Regions from separate parts of the Gossypium hirsutum genome. Here region 2 is linked to region 1. Evidence: chromatin contacts called from public Hi-C data. All regions are on one chromosome and are shown on one strand. The core of a region is the stretch at or near the end of the contact, and the rest is flanking DNA. Distances in the headings are between cores, read along the strand shown. Region 1 holds the start of LOC107914825 (peroxiredoxin-2F, mitochondrial). Region 2 holds the start of LOC107914831 (protein arginine methyltransferase NDUFAF7 homolog, mitochondrial).

Region 1 (6,432 bases), core at 2,824-5,323:
ATGTGGACATCAACATTGCAGATCAATGAAAGAGTGCTTTTGTTGATACGGGGCATTAGGCTTATTCATATCAGAGAAAGCCATGGGTAAACTTGGTATTTCAATTAGCAAATTAACTAAGTATATCAAGATGATAAATTCCAAAAAGGTTTCAACTACGGGTGTAGTACAATGAATTGAGCTACAAATCGTTCAATGAAAAAGTAAGGAAGACTTCAAGGTAAATGTTCCAAAAGGATGAAACTACTGGACAAAGAAAGTAGTTGGGAATCGACCGAGGCGTTGAGGCAGTTCTGAGATGAGTCAAATTAGTATCATTATGAGGACGCGATGAGGGCGTTACGAGAATGGGTGAGGGAGAATATCACAGGTTGCGACTAAAAGCATGTGACGAATGTATACAAACCACCCCATAGAGGTGAACTAATCACATGGAGCTCATTTAACCTAGTTGAACTGGCTCGATTCATGGAACATATGGAGAAGTCCATCTACTTGAAGCCTTGGTGGTCTAGTGAAACACTCTAGTAAAACTAGAGTTACCGGGATAATTATTGTAAATCCTAAAGGATAAAGATGTATAGATTTTAAATCCATTAGGACTCACATTTTGTAGATAAATATTAATATTCAGCCTTTGATGTAATTTAATTTGTACTGTTGGATCTAGGGGATCTCAACTATGAATGAAGGCTTTCCCCCCTCATTTTTTAATCACTCAGTTGTAATCCTTCAAAGTAATAGAATACTTTTAAGAGCATTTACTTAAACCCTTTGTGTGCATTCTTTTTGTTGTGGTTTTTCTATTCGTTCATGGCTTCTTCTCTTTCGATTTTGCTTGCGCTTTGCTTCGTTGCCTTAAAGAATTTCTACGAAAATTCTTATTTTTTGAGAGTAAGATTGAGTTAGGCAGATTTGAAGAAAAAATAATTTAATTTTTATCAACTAATAATCAATAACTAACAAAATGAATCAAATTTCTTTCATAATTTCATTAATTGAGAAATTGAGCACACAAATTTAACGTGAAAAAACACCTCCAAAGAGGATAAAAAATCACGAGCAAAGATAATTTTACTATAATGGAAAAAGAACGAAGAGTACAAAAGATGGAGATAAAACCTAAACCCTGAAAACCCGAAAACAAAGAACCCTCAAAACGTAAACACAAAATTCTCTAAATGTGTTATGAGTTCTAATCTCTAATGGGTGTACTTTTTAATATTGTAAAAGACCCTATTTATAGGCTAAACTCATAGGTCAAATAATAATAAAATAATCTAGACTAATCAAAGTTTTATTGAAACAAATAAACAGATTTTAACTAGAAGATTATTTCTTAAATTTGACTGAAATATGAATCATACTTAACAAATCTCCAACTTGACTCATATTTCCACAACGCCATTTTTGTCAAAGCTCGCCACGAGCCTATCTTAAACTATGTAAGGAATTAACTAAGTCGAATCTATGCTTAAAAACTGGAAGACTTCTAGCCTTTGACTTGTACACTGCCAAATCAAAATTAACTCGGGTCTGATTTTCATGAACATAGTTCTCTAACTTTTCAAAACCTGCATCCAAAATAGAGCCTCTCTTCAATGAAACGATCATACATTTTTCCCTCATATGACCAAGTTGCCTCCGCTCCAAACTAGTTAACTTCGACTCCATAACGAGTGAGGGATGTCCGATTTCACCGGTCACTGTAGAATCTTCCAGAATATAAAAATTGTTGGTCATTTTACCTTTTAACAAAACGAGAGCTCTACGAGATACCTTAATATCACTCGACTCGATGTTGATTCTGCATCTTTTCAAGTTTAAAATACTCAAGAAGATGAGATTCTTTCGTAAATCAAGTACATACTTGACATTTGAGAGTGTCCTAATCGTCCCATCGTGCGTCCTAATTTTAACAGTACCAATATCAATTACCTTTCTGGATGAATCGTTTTCGATGCGCACAACTCCACCTTCAACCAAACTGTATGTGGAGAACCATTCTCTATTGGGACACATGAGGAAAGAACATCCCGAATCTAGGATCCACTCAAACGTAAGCTTGAAGTTATCGTTCATTGACACTAACAAGAAATCATCACCGCTTTCTTCGGCCAAATTAACACCAGCTACATCTTCCTCATTACCTCAGTAGCTCTTTTATTTCACAGTTTATAACAATATGCTTTGACGTGACCTAACTTTTTACAATAGCGACACCTTTTGTCTCGCTTCTTTGATGCTACCAAAACGGAAGCTTGCCTATCTGCCTTGCTATCCAAACCAAACTTATTGTCGAGTGTGTCTCTACTCAACAAATAACCCTTCACATATTCGAACGAGAGTTTGTCTCTGCCATAAATCAGGGTCTCATTGAAAGACTTGTATGAAAGGGGTAAAGAGCACAATAATAACATAGCTTGATCTTTATCGTCAATCTAAACCTCAACGTTTTTTAAATCATTTAAAAGAGTAATGAATTGACTGATATGATCTCTAAGAAGCTCACCTTCGTTTATGCTAAACGTAAATAGACGTTGTTTCAACATTAAACGGTTAGCTAGAGACTTAGTCGCATAAAGAGTTTCTAACATTTTCCACAAGGCAGATGAGGTTTTCTCCATCAATATCTCCTACAATACCGTATTCGTGAGGCACAACTGGATTGCAGACAAAGCCTTTTCATCAAGCTCTTCCCATTCTGTTTGATTTAAATTCTCAAGCTTTTTCCCGATAACAACCTTCTTCAAGCCAGTTTGAACTAGAATTGCCATCATCCGAACTTGCCACAGTTTGCAATTTGTCACACCATTGAACTTTTCAATTTCAAACCTTGTTGCTACAATATTTGAATTGGCTGATATATAAAAATTGAACTAACTCTGATACCACTTGTTTGGAATCGACCTGATTAAGCAACAAGAAAAAAATAGCGGAATAAATTGAGAAATTGAACACATAAATTTAACGTGGAAAAGCATCTCCAAAGAGGATAAAAAACCACGGGAAAAATAATTTTACTATAATGGCAAAAGAATGAAGAGTACAAAAGATGGAGATAAAAACTAAACCTCGAAAACCTAAAAACAAAGAACACTCAAAACATAAACACAAAATTCTCTAAATGTGTTATGAGTTCTAATCTCTAATGGGTGTATTTTCTAATGTTGTAAAAAAGCCTATTTACAGGCTAAATTCGTAAGTCAAATAATAATAAAATAATCTAGGCTAATCAAAGTTTAATTGAAACAAATAAACAGAATTTAACTAGAAGATTATTTCTTAAATTTGACTAAAATATGAGTCATAGTTAACAATATGATAGATGACACTAATAGGAAAAAAGATATATAATTTAATATTAAAGAAAGGTTTTTTTAATATATTAGGTTGACGCAAATAAAAAATGAATTTAATAATACATCCAAACACATCTTGATTTATTCTTATATTTGATTAATTATTAGTTAAGCTAATTGATATACTTAGTAATGTAAGGAGAAGAAAATCATTTTTAAAATTGAAGGCCCAACAATGTTCAATTACAAAAGTATAGTTGACAATCATGTTAATCAATTTGTACATGTTAAAAACAAATGAGCTGGAAGAATAAAATGAATTTTTTTATGTAATTAGCTTCCATTCTATCTTATTACTAAATAAAATAAAGATAATCATATCTTTTTATATTATCTTATTATTTTTAATAATATTACTTAAGAGTTTTGACATTTCTTTTTATGAAATAATATGTTTGAAGCTCTTTATCATATTATTCAGAAAATAAATGTAAATTATTTTAATATTTTAATTGATACATAGTATAAATTACTATTTCTGTAAATTTTAAATAATAGTATATTCATTCTAATTATCATTTTTTGAAAATTTAATTTGTCAATTATCATGTTTTAATCTCTTAATTATATTATTTATGAAAACTTTAAAATATAAATTAATTTAATAAATTTAATTATTAAATACAATAGTAAAGATAAAAAAAAAGTAGTTTAAAAAATGTATTAGACATTCCCAAATATCAATATATTTTAAAAAAAATCATTTTTCTGTAGACCAATAGTAAAGGACTAGTTTTTGCTGTGAATACCAAAACTTAGTCCAAAAATCGTTAAAGCCAGTCAGGCCCAGCACATTTGTTCCACCAGCAAGATTCCCAAAACCTGTGAAAGAAACAAGCGGAAGCAAAGCAGAGACTGAGACAAAGAATCACATACCAACAGCTGCATCCTAAGCCAATGGCGTCAACAATTCTTAGGCGAGCAACCTCATCCGTTATCAAGTCAAGTCTTCTAACGGAAGCGTCAAGGAGAAGCTATGCCTCTGTTGCTGTGGGGACTGACATCCTGTCTGCCGCATCCCAAGTTAGTCTCCAGAAAGCTCGAAGCTGGGATGAAGGCGTTACCTCCAATTTCTCCACTACTTCTGTCAATGATATCTTCAAGGTTTCGTTGTATAGTTTCTCTTTCAATATTATTTAATTCAGTATGTATTAATTTTGTTTTAGAAAATTTCATTTCAGGGCAAGAAAGTTGTCATCTTTGGACTACCTGTAAGTCTCTCTCCCCCCCCCTCCCAATTTGACTTGCTCTATATATGTGGAAATTGAGAGATGGAATTTGATTTTTTGAGATTGTGTTTGGAAAATCTGAGCTTAAATTTGTATATTAATGAATTCTGGAGGATTGCTCCGTATATGAGGTACTATATGCATGATTTAGATATCTATGATGTGATGATTCTCAGTTCTTATAATGCTGAAATTGGTAGTGGAGTAATTAGTTTATGTTAAGAGAATGGAACTTTTCAAAGCTTTTCCGATGTGGAAGATTTTACTAAATAGTTTAATAAAAAGCAATTTAGCAGTATCTAAAGAAGAATGTAGATGTATCCTTGCAATTGGTTCACTTGCTATGTTACCCGGAAGTGGGAGTGTCAGATACGAAAGTATGTGCCGAACACGAGTATACCCCAATTTTCTTTTTAAGTGTTTTCATATATTTGGATGATTGTAATCTGATATTTTTGCCCAAATATGTGTCTGGCATAGGCGTCCAAAACATAAAAGTCTAGGTAACATAGGGTGCATGATTTTCGTATTTCAAAGAACCTGGTTTAGGAAAGAAGAAGAACAAAATAAAGTGGAGTGTGGACCTATCAGTTTGCTATTTCTGATTTTATGGTTTAGAATGGAAATTTGATGAAACTTGGATTTACATTGTATTTGGGATTGTGTATAGGGAGCATACACAGGTGTTTGTTCACAACAGCATGTGCCTAGTTACAAGAAGAACATTGATAAGTTCAAGGCTAAAGGAATTGATTCAGTCATTTGTGTTGCTGTTAATGATCCTTATGTTATGAATGCCTGGGCAGACAAACTGCAAGCCAAAGATGTGGTAAGTCATTCCATGTTAATGATGTGTAGTGTTACTTGTGCATTGTACGAATTCTTTCTTATGCTGTCTTGTTGATTGTTGACGAGTTTAATATTATTGTTTTGCAATTTGGATTTATCATTGTTCTCATATTCCTAATTATTACGTATGGTTCAGTGGAGATGTAGTGATTAGGAAGATAGAAAGTCTGTCGCATCATTAATTTTTTATCTGAGGGCTTGTAATCACTTTGTAAGATCTTTGGCATTTGTAAAAATTTAAACTGAGATTAATACAATCTGAACTCGAAGCTATTTGTTCTGTTTTTGTTTTTCCCTTCCCTTTTCTCTATTGAAGTGCATTATTTTTTATCCATCTCTTAATCATCTAAAGTCTCTTTATAGATTGAATTTTATGGGGACTTTGATGGGAGCTTCCACCAGAGCCTTGAATTGGGAAAAGATCTCTCTGCTGCTTTGCTTGGGCCTCGCTCTGAAAGGTACTTCTAGAACTATGCATTTATTATCAGAATTTCATATAGATCAAAGAAACACCTTTGACATTCATCTCCGCTCCTCATATAAACTTGAGAGGTCTTGGACCGATTTAATCTACCGATCTGTCCCAGTCGGTGCCTTGTTTTAGAATTTACTTGTTTTACATATTCTTGAAGACAACGAACGATGCTCTATGCTAAGGAAACAAATAATGGTAAGATTATGGTTGGTTTTGTGTAGATGGTCAGCCTACGTGGTCGATGGAAAGGTGAAAGTTCTGAATGTGGAGGGTGCGCCATCTGACTTCAAGGTTTCTGGTGCCGAGGTTATTTTGGAGCAGATATAAAGAGGGTATGGTATATTTTTGTTATTCCGCTCCCAAGAGGTACGGGGGATCTTTGAGGTAGGAAAATAAAATGGTTGAGTGCACTTAATACGTGTGTAGGTTTAAAACCTATGTTGTTACTGCTTTAAATTTTCAATGTTTACTGCTTAGAGAACAAAGTAGCCGCACATCGTATGAAAACCTTTATGAA
Region 2 (6,393 bases), core at 2,900-5,399, 610 kb before region 1:
TTAAAAGGGCACAAATAGATGAATTTCAAATTCACTACTAAATAGGCATCCACCAAAATTTGAAAATAATCATGATGGTCATGTTTAAATGAGCTTTATCACACAATTTATCCTAAACTTGAAATTTTAATTACCAAATGCAACCTTAGGTACTTTTAATTGGTGTAAGCTAAATAGTGAAATTTGAAATACTGGCAGTCTCAACTGCAAATTTTGAGTATTAAAGCTATGTAAAAGCATGCTACTATCTGCAGAAAAGACCTTGAGGACATTGAAGGTAACATCAAAAACCAGTTTCTTTCCCAGACTACATAACTTTATTTGAATGATACCTTCAATCATGAATCAGTTTCATTCCCATGCCACATACCTTTGTTCAACTGATACCTTTTATGAAGTTATGATCTCGGCTAAACTGGGAATTTTATTTATTTGCTTCTAGACAGAACATGGACCCTTTTCTCTCAAATTTTAAAACAATGTAAAATTGCTTTAGCGATGGAATTTTTTAAAGGTGCAGTGTCTTGACATGTTTATTGTGTCCTTACAGAATACATATATTCATAAGTAATGCAAAATGGGATGACGGGATATGATAGCACATTATTTCATCCTAAATAAAGGATTAGCTAACATACATACGTGTATGTCATATTGTTGTAAATTCTTGGAGGCGCATTCAACATTATGTAATCCAGTATGCCCTTTGCACATGTACCAGATCCACCGCCAATTTCATATATCTGAGCACACAGCACAAACAGAATTAATTCAAAAATTAGGTTTATATCCATACAATGATCCCAAGATTTACCACCATTCATGATGGTTTGGGATAAAGATGACTATCAACGTAAAAAGACAATCTAACACTCTTTGTCTACATCTTGTAGAGTTTAAACTGAAACGAGGCAGCAGTTATGTAAACAAACATAGAGGATACTTGTCTTGAAAAGCATGTCTCAAAGTACAATGAGATAAAAACATAAATAACCATACAGAACCTTTTCGAACATAGTTTAACCCTCCAATACCAGATAACCACTGATCAGCTGAACAACAGATATAAAAGTGACAAAAATTCATCTTTCAATTTCCAAATATAGATTTTTCCCTTATATACCTGTGATCCTACACCTCCAAGTCTCCAACAGTGGAAAAATTTGTATTCACCTATTACTGTAATCCTAGCGTAGTTGTGTCTTAGTAAATTAAGTGAAAGTATTACTTCCCAGACTCTAAAGATGACCATTGTGCTTAAAAAACACAAGCAGTTTGAATTCTATAGTCTATAAAATACACAAAAGGAAGAACATTTGATTATTTTTGCATATTAGGATCTTGAACGATGAATTGGTTCCCACAAGATAGGCATCTTCTGGCTATTGCCAAATGAAAGTATGAAGGAGGCAAGTCGCTGTTTTGCATCTAATTATTAACTCAAGAGGATTCAAAAGGAAAATAGAAGCGAACCAAGAGTTCCAAAGCATACATTCTAACATTTGCACCGCAAATTTAGAAATTTTACTTTCCAACACAGAATATCCATGCTAGTAGCACGGAATTAAACATTGTAACAAATTGTACTATGAAGAATCATTACAATGCCTATGAACTATTAAGTTTTCTTGTAAGTTCTAGCTGGAGTGAGAAAATTATCAAAACCATATTCCCCTAAAAAGTAGAGCAGTTTTTTCTAGAAAAAGAGAGATTGAAAAGGTCAAATTGATTTTAAAAATATAGAAGCTAGAAAATTATAAGTTGACAGCTTGTATGATTTTTAATATAAAGAGAATGAGGGAACTTACTTTTAGTGGAACTGAAAGGTTAGCTGTACGCAATATGGCTTCAGCAATTCCCTGGGCATACCATGGCTACAAGGAAGGTAAAGCTCATAGAAATCACGTCAATAAAGCTCACTACAGGGAAAAGGAGTTAAACTGTTTTGCTATATATGAAGCTCGGTTCAATAGTTTAATGGCCATGGAAAGGAATAAGATATCAAGAAGACACACAAGGTTATACAAATTCAGACATTCAACAACAGCCCCCACCGACACAGAAGCATGATTACATGCACTTATATATGTGTGTATTTATACAAAGATAGAGAGAATAATCAGCTATAACCACCTTGCAAGGTGCAGAGAAAAACAAATAAAACATATGTCAACGTTTTTCCTGCTCATACTACTACGGCCACCTTAAACAAAAGAAAAAGAAAAAAGAAATTCAATGTCTAGCTGCAAAACCATCTCATAATATGAAGGCACAGTAAATGGCCCTCGCAGGTTAAAGCCAAATGGTTAATAACATGACAAGCCTGAAGCAGAAACCTATGTAACTCTTCCATGACATAAACCAAATGGTTAATAACATGACAAGCCTGAAGCAGAAACCTATGTAACTCTTCCATAACATAGTTGGAGTAAAAAAAAGGACAAAAGGAAAAACCCTAAATCAGAAAATGAAACAAAGAAACCAAAGGAAAAGGGGGAGCAATAGAAATCAATTACATAACCAGAGGACAGGTCTTCTTGAAGTAAGGGAACAGAGAGAAAATCAGTTTCCTAAATCTTTTACTAAAACAGCCATTCTTAATAACATCAGTTAGTGAACTTTAAAGGCACAACAAAAAGATATCATAGCCTTCAAGTATTTTTAATCTCAATAATTTAAAACAACACAAAAAAACAAAGTTAAAAAGTACATAAATAACCATAAAAACCGTACTTGCTGCATTAACAGGAAGAGTGGCATGAGCAATGTCACACCAAAATACATGCTAAGATACTGTGAACAATAAACTTCTTTTTAAAAAAATTGAATAAATAGATCTTTGCTCAAGTGCCAGTAATGTTATGGTTGTGAAGTCTGCTAGAGCATTACCTTAAAAAGCTCCACGGGGGTGAACCATGCAATGCCACTCTGCTTATAAATCTTATCCAAGTGTTTCATGTATGCTTTCCTTCCTAAAACATGCCAAAAGATTGGTGCTACCCTTAGCAATATAGTCTACAATAGAAGACCATCCAGCACCCACAAATGAAGCTTTTAAGGGCCACATCTACTAAATTTATACTTAGTTCTTGCATTTCAAAGAAAAAATAGTTTTAAACATAAAAGCACAACACAGATTCTATGAGCATAGATTCGAGGTCACACAAAAGAAACGCAACTAAATCAAGCTAGTAAGTGATCAATATTGAAGGTTTTGAAGCTACCTAAATATCAACTTCTTTGATGCATAGCTTATATTTATATATATATATCTGTGCGTGTATGTGTTTGGTACTGGTAAGTTAACCATCCTCATTATTTTTTATTCAAAATCTATCACCAATCCACATGAAAAAGTACAAACACATTACAGAGCTTACAAATAACAAAATCCAAAAACTTCTAACAATACCTTCAAGTTGGTTGAACTTTATGCTCCTCTCGAGCACACCAACAGCACCTGACCTCTGAGAGAAGTACCCATGGTTAGGATCATATAAAGCCGAATGTATGAAATCCCTAACCTGGAATGAAAAAATAGAAATCCAACCCATCAATCAAAGTTGCATGAAATTACAAGGATGCATATCAAATGAACAAGCCTTCAAATCTAAACCAGCGCAAAGCAACCAAGTAAAGAAAATCACAATAAATAATCCAATAAACAATGAAATGAAAAACAGACAAAAAAATGAATGTAGCCAGAATAATGCAATGATATTAACAAATATAAAAAAAATGAGAAAGAAAAGGGAAAACCCAAGAATTAAAAGTGGAAAGAAGTTAAAATGACATACAAGAATGGGTTTTTCTCCAACAATGCGGGTGGAGAAGAAAGCTTGAAATGATGGAGCAAATGGCTCATTTGGGGTAACTTCAGTGACATAAGTGAATGAATAAATAAAACATTTAAATCAATTAAGAGAGTGAGAAAGAGAGAAAGAGACAGAGAGAACCTTTAAGCTTGTTAAAGATAAATGGAAAAAGCTTTCCACTGGAATTAGAACGAGGGAGCATGACCTGAACCTGTGTTAGATTCTTTCTTGAAGGACCTGGCTTTTTTTTTCCTTCTGATGAGGGAGAGGGACTCCTTAAACCCTTGTTCCCTTTTCCCTCTTAGTTTTCTTGGTTTACAACATCATTGCCTAACTGGAATGGATTAGGGCTATATTAGAATGTAACAGATTGACGAATATATTTTTTAATATATTTTTTATATCAATTTAATATTAAAGAATAATATTTATCAAAAGAATAATATTTAAATATAAAATATTATTTAAATATTTTATATTAAATTGTATTAAATAAAAAAGTGATAATATTAGTATGGCATAAAAGTGATCATGGGTCGGGCTGGACCCAGATAAAATTTTAGGCCCGTTTTTTAGGCTCGGCCCGACCCGAAATATGGGCTTAAAAATTTATCCAAGCCCTGCCCGAAAGAAAATTGCTAAGCCCGAGCCCAACCCATATTAAATATATCTATTTAATTTATATAAAATATATATTTTTGATTAAAAATAAAAATATATATTTACTATATAATTCGGGTCGGGCCGGGCTGGAACCGAGTAAAAAAAATTTTTACCCGAGGCTCAGCCCGTTTTCTAAGCGGGTCTCATTTTTTTGCCCAAACCCATATTTCGGGCTTATATTTTCACCCGAACCCTCCCATTTTTTGGGCTGTGCCGGGTAGGCCAACCTATGATCACCTCTAGTATGGCATACTTCCAAGTCAATATCCTATAATTATATACAAAAAGTTATACTACTCTACCACCACACTTATTTACACATACAAAAAGTGACAATCTGCAATTACATACAATTTTCTCACCCATGCTAATCGCATAGAAGGTGGTAGACTTGGGGCCCATTTGGATAGATGTTTACCTTCAGTGTAGTGCATTTAGCTTTATTTTTATCTCACGCTACAATACTGCTACGATATCTAACCTCACCGCCACCACTATTTTTACACTAATCATAGGTAAACGCACCGCTCATCTAAAGGGGTCCTTAGGAAAACGACCATTTGCGTTGGATGATTAAGAATTTGAATAAAAAGAGAAAGAAATAAAGAAGAAGCCTTTGTAAAAGCCAATCTTCATGAAATTCAACCTTTGAACCAGGACTTCAAAGGAGCAAAACAATAGGAAGTTGGATACTTTTTTACTAACTTCATTTTGGCATCTTATTTTGATTGAAGTTTAAAGACTCCATCCATATTAGCTCTTTTATATCTTCTTCGTTCAAGGTTGATCAACTGTTTAACGTCACAGCAATAATGTGCAAGCGTACACTATCGATGTAAGTATAGTAGACAGATGTGAGTCTGTCCGATATCAATCCCACAGGGATGGTTGTCTTTTGTCTATTAATGCCGGTGCAATAACTAGACAGAAACGAGATAAATTGTGAGGATAGTTGTCAGAGCAACAACTTGAAAATAATAAAATAAAATATGGTAATGATAAATTGGGATCCCCAACATGAATCTTCAACAAAATACTAAGTGCTCACAATGTATAAAAGGATAGGTGATTTTCGAGGCAATAAATTTCAATGTATATCTTACCATGCGTCACTCCTTTATTTAATCTGAGACTTAACATGCACATTAACCCCACCTTCTGATGATGGCAATATGGCACTATTAAGAACAAGTGGACTAAATTCCTCTAATCCTCACTCAACTTCCGTTGTAATGCTTGTTGGCTCGAACTGTCACTGCACTTTCCAGTGTTAGTGACTGCAATAACACTTTCTTGTTAAGAAACATTCAAACCCCAAGATTAAACAATAAAAATAAGATTGAATAAGATAATATTTAACCAAGAATTCATGTGTACTGCCATACAAATAAAAAATAGAGAGTAATCACCAGTATTTAGAAAGAAATAAGAAAGAATTGAGTGGAGAATACTATTCCTAGACAACTCGACTGAATCTCTCTGTTCCCTCTTGTCTCGCACTTAGGTCTCCTCATCAAAAGCTAATTTGCATCAATTTTCACATTGGTTCAACTGTGAGAGGCTTAAGCTACCATAGCCACAAGCTTCAAGGTAGGATGAAGAAGATGGTGGTCAAGAAAAAGCTCTCCTCCTTTATTTTTCTTCTCACGTTAACCTTTTATGCTCTTTCCCAACAGTACATGTGTCCTTTCCTTAGAATTATTCTGTCCTTGTACGTATAGGTTGGTTATACCAGACTGGACAGCTCATGCATTTTTAATTCTTATTTGGATAGCTATCAGGTGCGGCGACAATTCTAGACGCAATCTAAAATTAACTCATGCAACGACATTAATGCAAAAAGATAGCAAAATTAAGATAAAATAGGCTAAGATTCACTGAGTTATAAAATGCAATTTACTAAACTGAAAATGCT

What was found. A called contact is a pair of places that touch in the nucleus more often than the background predicts.
Region 2: a contact with region 1 is called in a Hi-C map of leaf, with 2.0 times the contacts expected there. The contact joins the promoter of LOC107914831 here to the promoter of LOC107914825 in region 1. A contact is called at or near these places in 2 of 34 Hi-C or Micro-C datasets (leaf and petal).

The regions. Positions count from the first base shown.
Region 1 is chrD10:28,826,196-28,832,627 of Gossypium_hirsutum_v2.1, reverse strand. It overlaps LOC107914825 (peroxiredoxin-2F, mitochondrial), which reads left to right and starts at 4,073. Exons shown (of 5, transcript XM_016843866.2): 1 at 4,073-4,466; 2 at 4,544-4,573; 3 at 5,262-5,420; 4 at 5,804-5,898; 5 at 6,137-6,432. The coding sequence starts at 4,260. The coding sequence ends at 6,242.
Region 2 is chrD10:29,438,265-29,444,657 of Gossypium_hirsutum_v2.1, reverse strand. LOC107914831 (protein arginine methyltransferase NDUFAF7 homolog, mitochondrial) reads right to left here and starts at 4,149. Exons shown (of 14, transcript XM_016843874.2): 1 at 3,957-4,149; 2 at 3,798-3,874; 3 at 3,413-3,467; 4 at 2,890-2,972; 5 at 1,809-1,874; 6 at 643-743. The coding sequence starts at 4,017.